2 separate regions of the Pan troglodytes genome follow, and region 2 is linked to region 1. A link is a contact called in public Hi-C data. All regions are on one chromosome and are shown on one strand. The core of a region is the stretch at or near the end of the contact, and the rest is flanking DNA. Distances in the headings are between cores, read along the strand shown.

What was found. Hi-C and Micro-C count contacts between places; a contact is called where the count stands out from the background.
Region 2: a contact with region 1 is called in a Hi-C map of stem cell-derived neural progenitor cells, with 6 times the contacts expected there. The contact joins the enhancer-like site here to the promoter of CCDC80 in region 1. A contact is called at or near these places in 3 of 7 Hi-C or Micro-C datasets (blood, induced pluripotent stem cells and stem cell-derived neural progenitor cells).

Annotation. Positions count from the first base shown.
Region 1 is chr2:115,975,063-115,981,646 of NHGRI_mPanTro3-v2.0_pri, forward strand. CCDC80 (coiled-coil domain containing 80) reads right to left here and starts at 3,733. Exons shown (of 8, transcript XM_001156251.7): 1 at 2,107-3,733; 2 at 1-1,696. The coding sequence starts at 1,685.
Region 2 is chr2:116,071,264-116,077,847 of NHGRI_mPanTro3-v2.0_pri, forward strand. LOC104005683 (a long non-coding RNA gene) reads right to left here. Exons shown (of 5, transcript XR_679118.4): 3 at 5,483-6,584; 4 at 4,461-4,607; 5 at 2,233-2,480. Among named protein-coding and RNA genes, the nearest start is that of CCDC80, 96 kb to the left of the region's middle. Within about 2 kb of position 2,993, at least 1 of the 24 cell types and tissues checked has an H3K27ac peak or open chromatin away from gene starts, as enhancers often do.

The sequences.
Region 1 (6,584 bases), core at 2,483-4,982:
AACTTGTCTGCGTTCTCATTCTTCATCTTTTTTTTCTTCTCTTTCTCGGGTTTCTCAAGCTTTTCATGCTTTTTAGACTCCTTTGCTTTTTTAAGGGGAACATTCCCCACCTGCAGCTCGTCCTCCAGCTGAGAGGCAGTAGGCCGGCTGAGGTCATACTTCTCCTCATACTCATTACTAAGAATTTTGTCCTGGGCCTTCTTTTTGGGAGGTTTCTCCTTTGCTGGCTTGGGAGGACCTGGCACCACATTTGGGTCTCGGTGGCCATGTTCCCGCCTGTCCATGCGGTTGTCCCGGAAACGGCCTGGGCCAGCAGCCCTTGTGCTGGGTTCTGAGATGGTGGTGGGAGGGGCATTTGTGAAGCTCTCCAAGCTGGTGGCCTTGCTGGGCTTCCTGGTTGTCTGTGGCCTCTCCCTGTGCTGATCCTTCCGGGATGGAGGGTAAAGATTCTCTGAAACTGAGGGTCTCCTGGCAGTGATCACCTCAGTGGTTGTAGGGGGCCTGTGGGAGGGTGAGGGGGTCCAGGGCCTCTGCGTGGTGGGAAAGGCAGTGGTGGTCATAGGTCTTGCAGCAACTGTTACCGCCCGGGACGTGGACCGAGTCACTGTTGTGGCTGGGGCAGGAGGAAGGGTGGTGGCTCTGGGGGTTGAGGGAGGTTGGGGCAAAGCTGGTGCAGTGGTGGCCAGTTTTCTCAGGACCTTCACCCGACTCTCTCTGGTTGGTGGGACTTGTGCTCTCCTTGGGTCCTCTTTCTTCTTCTCGCTGCCCAGGCTTGGCCTTCCTGCTCCCCCTCCACCGTCATTCCCCTCCGCCACCACCTGGCCCTCTACACCAGAGGCCTTACATTTCTGGACAAAGCCCTTCTGCCTGATCTTCTCGATCCTACGGATGGGGCCTTGGTCGATGACCTCGTACATGGCTTCCAGCCTAACGGGATATGGATAGCGCTCCTCCACCTGCAGCGTCTTCTTCAGCAGCACCATGCCAAACTTGCCCTTCTCCAGCTTCAGGAAGCTCATCAGCTTAGGGATGAGGCTAGGGTCCAGGGGCTGCTCCAGGATCTGGCCCTCGCTGGTGATCCTTCTCACCTTGCCTCCTTCCTCACCTGCCTGGTGGAAGAGCACAATCTGTTGGATGTGCCTCTCCGCCAGCTCACAGTACACATCGTCCTTCAGCAGGCTCATCATGAGGCGGTAGTAGCCTTCCGAGGCATGAGGGGCTGAGATGACCCATACTCTGTTCTTCCCTGCAAAGCTGGCAAGGATGTTGGGAGAGCTGGACCCCGAAGGGAAACGCAACATTCTTGACCGAGCTGAGGACCCCTCATCTCTGATCATCTCACGCGGAGAACCCCTGCCTGCTGGTCTTTGCTCAGGTCTCACGGCGGCCCCATTGATGTCCGAGCGGGCTGGCGGCTCTGTTGGGCGAGCTAGTCTCAACACGGGCACACTCCTCCTTCTCTGGAGAGGCTGAAGGTTTGGTTCCTCCAGAGTGGATCTCTCAATTCCGCGAGACCTCCCAGTGTGCCTCAGAAACCGAGCTGGCCTACTGCTGTCCGGAGAAACCAAAGGCACTTTCCGCCCTCCATGGCTGCCTCTAATAGTGGCATGGGGGTGGGGTTCTGATCCACACACTAGCCACATGGCCAACAGCATAGTGAAACGGGGTCCCATTCTCCATGTCATTGTGTAATCCACTTTGCGATGCACGGAGGTCATAAAACAAAGGGGAGGGGGAAAAAAGAAAGAAAATTATTTAACTGGAAACAGAGCTGGTCATTTTCTTTTTCTGTATCTCAGCCAAGGGGAGGGGAAAAGGTTGGTTAGAGAGAAGGAGGGAGGTCAGGAGATGGAAAATGGGATGAGATCCTGTTACTTTCAATCCCCTATAATTTGTTAGTGTTTAACAGAGACAGTTACATTAAGCAGGAAATCCAATTCAGTTTCCCAGTCAGCATGCTTGTACTGTTTCAACTAATGCTCTGGATGCTCCAAAGAAAATGCAAACTAGCATATTAATTATGACAACATTCACATTTCATTCCTTCAAAATAAGCAATAAAGAAACAAATAAACAGATCAAAGACAGAAAGGATTACACACTTACATGGTGGCTCATAGAGATGGAATGCAGAGGGTTGCAAAAGAAATCAGAAGTTTGGTTTCCAGGACAGTTTCCTAGATGAACTACTTTTCCTCCCAGCCCTCTCTCTCTTTACCGAGGGTGAGCAATACAAAAGGGGTGTGCTGCAGCTCCAGCTTTCAGAGTACCGCCACAGATCCACAGCCTGTCCTGATCTGAGAGCTGAGCCGATGCCTTTTCTTTCTGGCTGTGTCTTTTTACCTTCTGGACGTGTCTTTTTACCTTCTGGACAAGTAGGATGAGGTGAAAGGAGCTGTCCTTCTAAGTCTTTGTATCTCCATTTGTCTGCAGTTTCTCCTCGGTCTCGTGTGTCTGTGTGTGCCAGTCCCTTGTGCTGACACAGGACGTCCCTTAAAGTCCAGTCCTGGCGATTTCTGAATCTCACTCTTTCCCTCTTTAAAGTTCCAGGATCCTTCTTATCTCCCTTTCCCCCACAGTCTGGCTTAGTCTCTTTGTTTCCGGGCGTAAAAGCACTGGGATTAATATGTTTTCCAGGCTGAGGGAAAACACAGGAATGTGATGTCGAAAAGGGACTTTTTTTTTCTTTCACTATGCTTCTCTCCTCCCTTTATTTCTCCCTACCTTTTTCCTCCTCTTTTTCTTCTTCTTTTTCTTCTTTCTCTTGCCTGGATTCAGTCCCAGAAATGTTAGGACTACCTCAGTTTTGCTCCAAACCAAACTCAAACAACAGCAGCCACTGGAAATCAAGGACACTTCACTAAGAATTTAACAGATCAGCAGAACACCGCCTCCTTCCCATTTTAGCACGTTCAGAGTGGACTCAGTGAGGAGTGAGAGGGCTGTTCTTTGGGGTGGGGGAAAGTTTTTAAACTCCACACATCATCATAAATCACTTTAGAAGAGGATGACTGGTGCCTTAACCCCTTCCAAACCAAGTAATCGGGGTAACTTCTCTTCCAGTCTGTTCTTACACTGTACTTTGGAAGGAGAAAATTCTCCGATTTCTGCATCAGGCTACATGCTTTTCTTAGAGACAGATACTCATTTGGGTCAGGGTGCTTGGCTGTGCCGACACAGACAGTATATATGTATTTATAGTTCCATGTGTATATTCTTATATCTTTCTCCCTGCTTTGTGCTTTTAGTTTGAGGTTGGAAAAGCCCATGGAAAACATGACTAGGTTGTTTATATTTTATGCTAATTGGGGATCATATTACTGTGTTCTTGGTCCTAGTTTCTCCTCGGCATGGAAGGAAGCTGGTAAAAGGTTAGAAATGCAGGCAATGGCTGCAAGTCGAGATTGCAGTTGACTATTACATCAGGGAACAGGCATTATGATCTCTAGCTTCAAAGCTCTGGCTGCAGATGGTAGACTAAGGGCTCCCTTGGAGGTCCCGAGTGTGTGTGTTTGTGTGTGTGTGTGTAGTGCAATATTTTCCTCTGCAGAGACTTTAGATGTCTGAAGGGCTTTAGGCAATCCATAGAAGTAGACTTATCAGGTTCCGAAAGAGAGAGTGAGGCAGCTTTGGGATTCTACCTCCTGAGTCTGCCATAAGGATTCAGTGGAGAAGGAAGGGGTCTCAGGTTACGTGGATATTTCTTCCGGCCATGCTGGGCGAGCTGACTCTCCACGTCACTATTAACTGCCACCAACAGTGGCAAGCCAGGGTTCTCAGAAACCTCCTTGCCAGCTCAGTCATGCTAATAGCGTCCCTCACTGGATCAAACTTCATCCCTAGTTGTTATGCCTTGATCAGCCCCATCTTGCCCTGGTCACATTTGACTTTTTTCACATAAGCTACGAGCATGGAACTGAGAAAGTCCTGTATAGAGGTTAACTATAGAGTTGCCCGGCCACACTTTGAAGTCCCAGGGGTACCAAGAAGGATGGCCAGCCCTGCTGTGGCATTCTCTCAGACACTTGTAAGGATAATAACAAAAGTGGGCTTCAGGCAGAGACCCTCTGTCCACTGGAGTCATAGATTGCAGCCTTCGTGGTATTCACCTGTTGGGTTGATCAACCTAGCCTTGTGCTAAGTTGGAGGGTCCTAGATGTTACTTCCTTTCTCATAATTTTCTAATGCGTCCTACACTATCCTTACTGAGCTTTCTGCCTTCTGGCTTTTCATTTCCTCTTCTCTTCTCTCTGCTTATAACAACTACCATTTATTGAGCATTTACATGTGAAGCTTTGGGCTTAGTATTTTTGTGAATTCTTTTATTTAACCCTCACAGTATCCTTAGGAAGTAAATAGAATGATCCTCATTTTATAGATGAGCAAACTGAGGCTTGGTGAGTTTAAATAAATTGCCTATTGTCCCACAAAAGGTAAGCAGTAGCTCTGAAATTTGAACCCAGGTTTAGAACAGCCTACAAAGCGTGATGCTATCTTGCCTCTCTCTTTAATTTTCTACTCATACCTTCAGTTTCTTCCCTTCCTTCAATTCCTTTTTGCATTTCCCACATTCATAGAAGAGTTTCATTTATTTGTTCAACCAGAGTACTTACACTTTTAGAGTCCTACCGTCTGGGATAATTGTGTAACTGTACTTTTTGCTTTTCTCAATAGGTCCTTAAAGCCCTTTATTCTTTTTCTTGAATAAGTCATGACTTACACAAACCTCTCCATGATATGCACAACATTTGTCACCTGTGCGCTGGTAAAGCTGAAATACAGCCACTTTAGCAACCTCAAACTGACGGTGAGGAGCCACCCCAACCCTGAGTTGTGCCTGTCTTCCTAGGACCTCAGGCTTTCTTCCCTCTGTGAGCTTCAGTCACCAGATGGCGCACTAAACACACACACCAGAGAGGACCTAACACTCCACCACGTCCGTTAGTCCCCACCCCACACCCAACGCCTTCCCCCAGTCTCTTCTCACACACAGATACATACGCACACACTGGCAAAGTGGGGCTTCTCATGCTTGTTTTCATCTCAATGCCTAAACGCTTACCTGGGGCTTCAGAAAATCCTCCTGAAGAAGTCTTGGAGGCACGTACCTAATAAGAGCAATGATAAATTCTCATTCATTCATTTCCGGGGAGACCTATAATGATTAATGGCTTGTAATAATTCTCAATTCCAAGTCCGTTATTTAAGAGCTCCATATTTTGTAAGTCCTCCATTTAGATCTTTCTATTTTTCTGCAACTGAAGAAACAATTAACCAATTAGTGCTAGGGGTTGGGGGAGGGTGGTGGGGGTTGGTGATATCTGAAAGGAAGACATTGATGTTGAGTCAGAAAAGGTGAAAGGAAGAAAATGTTAAAGTAGACTTTAGAAATGCTAATTTGGGAATTAATTGATAGGAAACTACCTGACACTGGTTTTGTAGTAATTTGTGGGGAGGAAAGGAAAGAATGTACAAACTAGAACTGCTTTAGAGAAACTAGGGTGGGGATAGTTATTTGACGAAAGCTGGAGTGAATGTAAGAAGGCATCCAAAAAGGAGTGTGCTAACTGGTCAGACCCACACTAATCCAAGACTTCAGCAACCTGGGACCAAGGCTCAGGGTAACACGCTGTGCCAGGCACGCTAGAGAAACCAGGGTTTCTGTCACATGCCGTTGGTTCTCTTGCACAAAGTAACACTCAGAGATGTTACTGAACTGAATTCTATTGCTAAAATAAAAAACATTTGCTTAAGAAGAAACAAGAATAAAAAAAGGAGGGGAAAACAGCATGCTGTTCAGTGTGGTTTTGGAGGGAAACCACCTCTCCTGCTCTGTGATCATCAGTATCCCCAGCAAGAAAATTAGCTGAGCCATTTTATCACACCTTTGTGGCAGAGGCACAGATAATACTCACACTGAGGAGGCTGCTATGTGTTTTCCTTTCCATTTGCAGAACTCAATCAAATGTTCAGTCTTAGGATGCATTTGTGTCCTTCAGAATGAAAAAAGAATTCTTCTCTTTCTCAGTATTTTCAATGTAGGACAGACTAAAGAAATAAGTTGCCAGGTCAGAGACAAAGCCAAGGATGACTATTAATGCAGGGTGCTGCTGCAGCCCAGGTGATACCAGTGAGCTGGGGGTTTCCCAGGTGCCGGTGGGACCTTGACCCCAGCCAGTGTCCAGGCTCTTGACACTGTCAAAGAATGAATTCAAGGATATTCTAATCTGCCACGTCAAGAGTCTCCTCAATTGTGTTGACCATGCCTTTTATGGGAGCTGCCGGGGACCTCAAGCCCCTTCAGTCTCAGTTATGGCCATTACGGCACTGGGTGTCCTCCTCTCCCTTCAGAGCTGAGAGCAATTCCTTTTCCAATGTCCCTCCTGATTGCAGTGAGGACAGGGTCTGGGTGGGCTCCCTTGGCTGGGACAGTCCTTTCTCCAGTGTCCTGAATTCTCACACTTGGAGCAGCAACCGTTGCCTGCAGGTTTGCTGTTGAGCCTGTTTGGTCTGCGGTGAAGCGTCTTCCTGGGTGACCCTGAGGTTGCAGGGCACTGTTTACAGTGACTGCTAATCATTTGGGC
Region 2 (6,584 bases), core at 1,743-4,242, 95 kb after region 1:
GATAATAATCACTAACACTATTAGATGTTTACTATTTGCCAGGTCCTGGGCTGAACACGGTGCATAAACTCATTTAATATCTAAACTAGTGATATTTCCATCTTACTAAAGAAGAAGCTGAGCCTTCCAGCTAGTGAGTCACTTGTTGAAAGTCACATGGCACAGGTTGAGCTGTGATTGAGGCCCACACAGTAGTGAGCATTATAATACCCAGGCCTATAGTCCTTTGGCTGATTGGGGCCAGATGTAGTTCAGATTTCTGAATTTTTAAGATTTGAGAGAAGTAAACAGTTCATATACTGTACATTAAAACACCCCTAGTGGGAACTCTACCTTTTAACGTTCCTACTAGGAATATGAGCAGCCTCTCATGATTAAACACATTAATTAATATATCTGTCATAAAAGATAAAAATACTCACATTAAGATAATAAAGACTATGTCCTCATATTGCAGGTAAACGTTGTTGCCAAATAGGTCTCAAAAGAGTTTCCACTTTCAAAGTTTTTTGAGTTTTCGGACTTCACATAAAGGATTCCGGACCTCACTGTTCACTAGGTTTAGTATCTCTCCCTTCCCGGGGTAGTGCTGACAATACTGCTGATTCTTACTTTAGGTTTGATGAGCCAAGCTTCCAGCTCCAGGTTTTCTTGAGTCAGGGTAAAATACATTTGGCCTCTAGGGGGAGCTCCAGGCCTCCAGTTTCACTCCACTTCACCACTTCCCCAGACCCCAATCTACACCCTGAAAAGCAAAGCGCTCCAACCCCAAAGAGGAGCTGTACACCTGGACATGTCAAGAAGGACTTACATTGAGCCACCATACAAAGGCTGTGGTCTCTTTTTCCCAGCATTTTCTTCTCTGGGAGTGTGTCTTCCCTCTGCACACGTGGTACAGTAGATGACCAGGAGCTGCTCCTGGCCGTGGCTCATCCCTCCCTGAGAGAGCAATGGGATGGGAAACGTCTAGAGAACAGTGTCCCACAGCGCTTAAGAATATGCAGGCCGGTCCTCCCTTTCCTTGGCAGGCTTTCCTACCGCCCTTCCTTGCTATCAGTGTGGTACAATAGAAAAGTTAGAAGGGCGGTGGCTCACGCCTATAATCCCAGCGCTTTGGGAGGCTGGGGCGGGCGGATCACGAGGTCAAGAGATCGGGGCCATCCTGGCCAGCATGCTCAAACCCCATCTCTACTAAAAATACAAAAATTAGCTGTGCGTGGTGGCAGGCGCCTGTGGTCCCAGGTACTCAGGAGGCTGGGGCAGGAGAATCTCTTGAACCTGGGAGGCGGAGGTTGCAGTGAGCCGAGATCAGGCCACTGCACTCCAGCCTGGCGACAGAGCGAGACTCCGTCTTTAAAAAAACAAACAAAAAAAAAAACGGAATTTTTTTTTTAAATGACCTTCTTTAAAGGCAGCAGAGGGAGGTCTCCGTGTCCCAAGCCTGCTGCACAGGGTCCCTCATTGAAACTTGGAATAAAAGTTCACCGAAGCAAATGAACATTTTCTGGTTTTCTGCTAAATATCTGTTTTCTCACATGAGAAAAGTAGCCGTAGAAAGACTGTTCCCTAGGTTCCCGGAAAAACACTGTTCCATTCCCATTTAGAAACAACTTATAAATACAGTTGTCTATGTGTGGGCTTTGTTTTGGTTGCATTTCAAACCTGCTTTCTTTCATTTACACCTTCAATTAAGTGCTTTTATACTTTCTCAGGTTCCCATTTATGGGAATTCTCTTGGTTGTGTCTAGAGCTGGCTCATTGCATTCATTATGTGTTATATTTCACCATTTTAGCTTTCAGAGATAACTGTGTACTCAGGGTTGGTATTCAAAACTCTGAGCAACTGAAAAGGCACAGGCACCAACCAATCAGAACAGATGCTAGCTATAAGCAACCAACGCAGCTGTGCCGTGCCATGCCATGCACACAGATGGAGCCTCAGCCTGGCTGATGTGATCTATGTAAGAATCTGGTCTATGATTCCATTCTAGCTTCTATTCCTACTTTGTACTTGGCCTACTTGTGAAATATGTCTTCATGTAACATTGAGGAAGGGCAGTAAAAAAAAATTTCTATTGCCATAAAAAACACATAATTAATGCTGCAGTGGCAAACAAAAACCAATGCTAGTGTAACCACCCAAGGGGTTCACCTTGCCCGGTGCCTAGACAGAGCCGATTCATCAAGACAGGGGAATTGCAATAGAGAAAGAGTAATTTATAGAGCCGGCTGTGCAGGAGACTGGAGTTTTATTATTATTCAAATCAAACTCCCTGAGCATTCAGGGAGCAGAGTTTTTAAGGATAACTTGGTTGGGTGGGGGGAAGCCAGTGAGCCAGGAGTGCTGGTTGACAGGGATGAAATCACAGGGAGTCGAAGCTGTCTCCTTGTGCTGAGTCAGTTCTTGGGTGGGTGCCACAAGATCAGATGAGCCAGTTTATTGATTTGAGTGGTGCCAGCTGATCCATCAAGTGCAGGGTCTGCAAAGTATCTCAAGCACTGATCTTAGGAGCAGTTTAGGGAGTCAGATTCTTATAGCCTCCAGCTGCAAGACTCCTAAACCGTAATTTCTAACCTTCTGGCTAATATTGGTCTAGTCCCCAGGCAAGAAGGAGGTCTGCTTTGGGAAAGGGCTGTTACCATCTTTTTTTTTAAACTATAAACTAAATTTCTCTCAAAGTTAGTTCGTCCTACGCCCAGGAATGAAAAAGACAGCATGGAGGTTAGAAGCAAGATGGAGTCAGTTAAGTTAGATCTCTTTCGCTGTCTCAGTCATAATTTTGCAAAGGTAGTTTCAATCGTGCTAATTATTCTCACTGCCTACTTAAGTGTAGTATGAAAGGAACTATTCCTGGTAGAAGCTGATATCTCTATCTGAAAGGCAGGATGTGGCCTCTAAGAACCCGCTCTTACTTCTAAAAGGACAGGTCCTAAGAGACTGCATCAAGCCTTCAGCTCACAAAGAATTGCTGCTGGTACCATTCAAATTATTCATTCTAGAAAGCCCAAAAATATATTTCTTAAACCTGCTAACTATAACCTTCCGTAATAGCAGCATAGACTACCAGAAGCCAAAAATATACATTTCATGTAAACAGCTTTGAGCTTTGTGAAGTGTTAAGTACTGAACTGCTCATTGTACATGACTCAAAGTATCTAACTCAGGGGTGTTTTCTGCACACATTAGTCAATGCCATCTCCTGACAAAATATGACATGCCATTTGCGGCTCTACTAGGCATTCTAAATATCAGGAAAAGAGAAGAGAACTAAGGTATGAGATTGTTACACGCGGTTGTGAGTAACAGCAAGGGAACAGCAATAGAACAGAGGTCTCTGGGCAGAAAGTTCCTACCAGAGAAATTCTGCTGGTTTGTTCTAATACCCAGGCACTGAGTTAGCTTCCAATGCAAAAGCACAAAATATTAGAAGGAATATTAATATAACCTCTCACTCTATAGAGGAGAAAGCAAAATCCTTCAACTACATCTCAATTTTAGTTGAAGCATTTAGAGGAGTTTTCTGATGGATATACATAAAACCTGCTTTACGCAAATTGGTTTTATGGTGTCCTTGGTTGGAGCATCTCTATTACATAAATCATGAAATGACTGCTTTTGGACAAAATTTCCCCTTTATATTTCTCTAGACTAGGGAACCTGATATAGAGTGTGAAGAACCTTTTTTCTTCTCCCATTCTCTTTTTTTGGGGGCTGATTTTTGGTTCATATTTGTAGGTTCAAGGACAACTCTGTAAAAAATTTTGAAAATTCAAACTTCAACCAGTTTGAGGATATCCTAACCCAGTAGTGTTGAAAGTGTGTTCACAGACTACTGACAACTGTTTCTTATCAGTTCATGACAAGATTCATACCGAAATTGAGAATTGCATTTAGAATGCAATAATTTTAAATCCCTTAAAGCTAATGACAAAAAAGAGGTGTTTATATTTTGTGTATTCATCCATGAGGAACTGGGAATTTAAAAGAACTAGCTGGTTTTTAATCCCAGATATTTTGAGAAGCATTGTTCTAACTTGTGGTCTTTTCAATTGCCCATGCCTTGCTTTTGATCCATAGTTGTATAATGATTGATTCTGACCTTCTGATTAGCAAAGCCCAGGGTAGAAAAATCAAGCACAAAGTCCAGTAAAAATAATTCATCACCTGGTACCAGTATAATATGGTTTGATTTTTGCCTTGAAAAGCACTATCACATATTAGCTCTTTTAAAGTTTTGCAACTATATAAGATAGGAAAGATATTACATATATTTTATATGTGATTCAGCTGAGCTCAGAGAGAGTGTGCCCTGTCTGAGCTCCCACAGCTAAGCTGACAAACTGGAGAGGGTTAGGAAAGAGTTGAAAGGCTATTTACTGGATGAGTGACCATGAAAAAATTGCTTAATTTCTCTGAGGTTTACTTTCCTTATTTGAAGCAAGCAGATAATAATAATTACCTGGCAGGTTGAATGCTTGACGAAAGGAACAAATGAGAAAATATGGTAAACATTTAAAAAATTGTATTTGTCCTTATTAAGATCTGTTCACTTGCATTACAGGTAGAACAATAGTATCTCACAAAAGTAGGATAGTTTTCCCAGGGCCTGGAACACATACAAAAAAAGTGTCAGTAAATAGTAGCAGAATGAATGTCTAAATGAATGAGCATGGTTTTTTGTCTGTACTAAATTCTTTCTAATGCACACAGAACTTGATTAAAAGGAATGTAATCTTGCAAATTCTATTCTCTACTGGTATATTACTTAGGATTTCATGGATTGTATTCAACTATATACACATTTTTGGATAGTTGACCCAGAGATTTTCAAACTCATTTTAATTAATGAACTCTTTTCTCCAAAGTTTTATGTAGAGTTTCATTGTTTAAAAACAAATATATATATACACACACACAGAGTATATATACATATATACTATAGATGTGTGTATATACTATGTGAGGCATAGTATATATACAACCTCATAGTATATATGTATATATACCATGTATACATATAGATATATACATACACATATGTATATATACGCATATATATAATACATATTATTTATAGTATATACAAGGGATTATTTTTATTGGACTTTGTGTCTGATTTTATACTTGGTATTGTATCTGTGTGGGTGTTTGTGTGTGTGTGTGTTTGTATGTGGTGACAGAAACAGCATGATCTGGTTCCTGACTCACTCAGCCTCTCCCTGGCCCCAAAATAGCTCCTGAAATGCTTTTTCAAGCCCGTAGGGCTCCATGAAGCACAGTCTTAAAAACACTGTCTTTTTTATTAGTCGACAGCATGAACAAGTAACAGTAGAAACAAGTTTAACCAAAATGACCAGAACTGACAAGAATTTATAGTAAGTTAGAAAAAATAAAGGCAAGCATACAGACTTTCAGAAACATAGATATCTCTCCTGAAAAATCTCCCAGAAGTGATAGCCATGAGTCAGATATTACATTTACCTTTGAAAGTCCAAACTGTAGTGAGTTATCCATAACCTTCTGTGGTTCCACCCAATTTTGTGTTTTGCATGTTTTGAGAGAAATGCAGAATTTCCTGTAGGGTGCTGTGGTTTTCATTGCTTGGTTGATGTTGTGAACATCCAGGGCCAGCTTTCCTCAAGTTCAAAGACAGGAAAACACAAGACACCAATGAAGAAGTTACAAACCTCCTGATACTCTAGTGACCCTGACTTAGAAGGGCCAGGTAGCTGAAAACAGTGACCTGATCAGTCAGAGAAAGTAGAATGGGACCTCTTTAGCACTAATACTTGAAAGAACATGCTACAGCCTCAGGTCATGTGCTAGACAAGACATTGGAGCTCCCAAAAAATTGCCTGGGTACAGCAGTCAGTGCAGCCCAGGAAGCTTGTGCAGTTGAGGACACTGAAAAGGTAGAGTGCCAAGGGGCCCATCCATAGGTCAAAGTGGGCACATGGTGAACTCTCAAGATGAGGAGCTTAGTTGTAGCTTTGCTGAGTTCATGGAGAAGACAGGACATGCAATTCCTTTATTAAAGTGCCAAAAAGTTGAAAGAATCATGGCTTTGTGTCCTGACTTTCCTGGTCACATTCTCTCATCTACATAGCAGATGGACTCCCCTCTGGGCTGACAACCTTAGTATGGTTTATATGGTTTGAATTAGTAAATGCTACTCCAAGGTATTGCCATTCCATTTGTCTTCACCCATAGATTTCTCTTTTTCTTTTTTTCTTTTTGAGACAGAGTATCACTCTGTCACTCAGGCTGGAGTGCAGTGGTGCCATCTCGGCTCACTGCAACATCTGCCTCCTGGGTTCAAGGGATTCTCCTGCCTCAGCCTCCTGAGTAGCTGGGATTACAGCCACCCACCACCACACCCAGCTGATTTTTGTATTTTTAGTAAAGATGGGGTTTTGCCATGTTGACCAGGCTGGTCTCAAACTCCTGACCTCAGGTGATCCACCTGTCTCAGCCTCCCAAAGTGCTGGGATTACAGGCGTGAGCCACTGCGCCCAGCCTGATTTCTGTTTTTCTTTAATTGCAGAAGCTCTAATATGTAAGTTGGAGGATTCTTATTTCACTA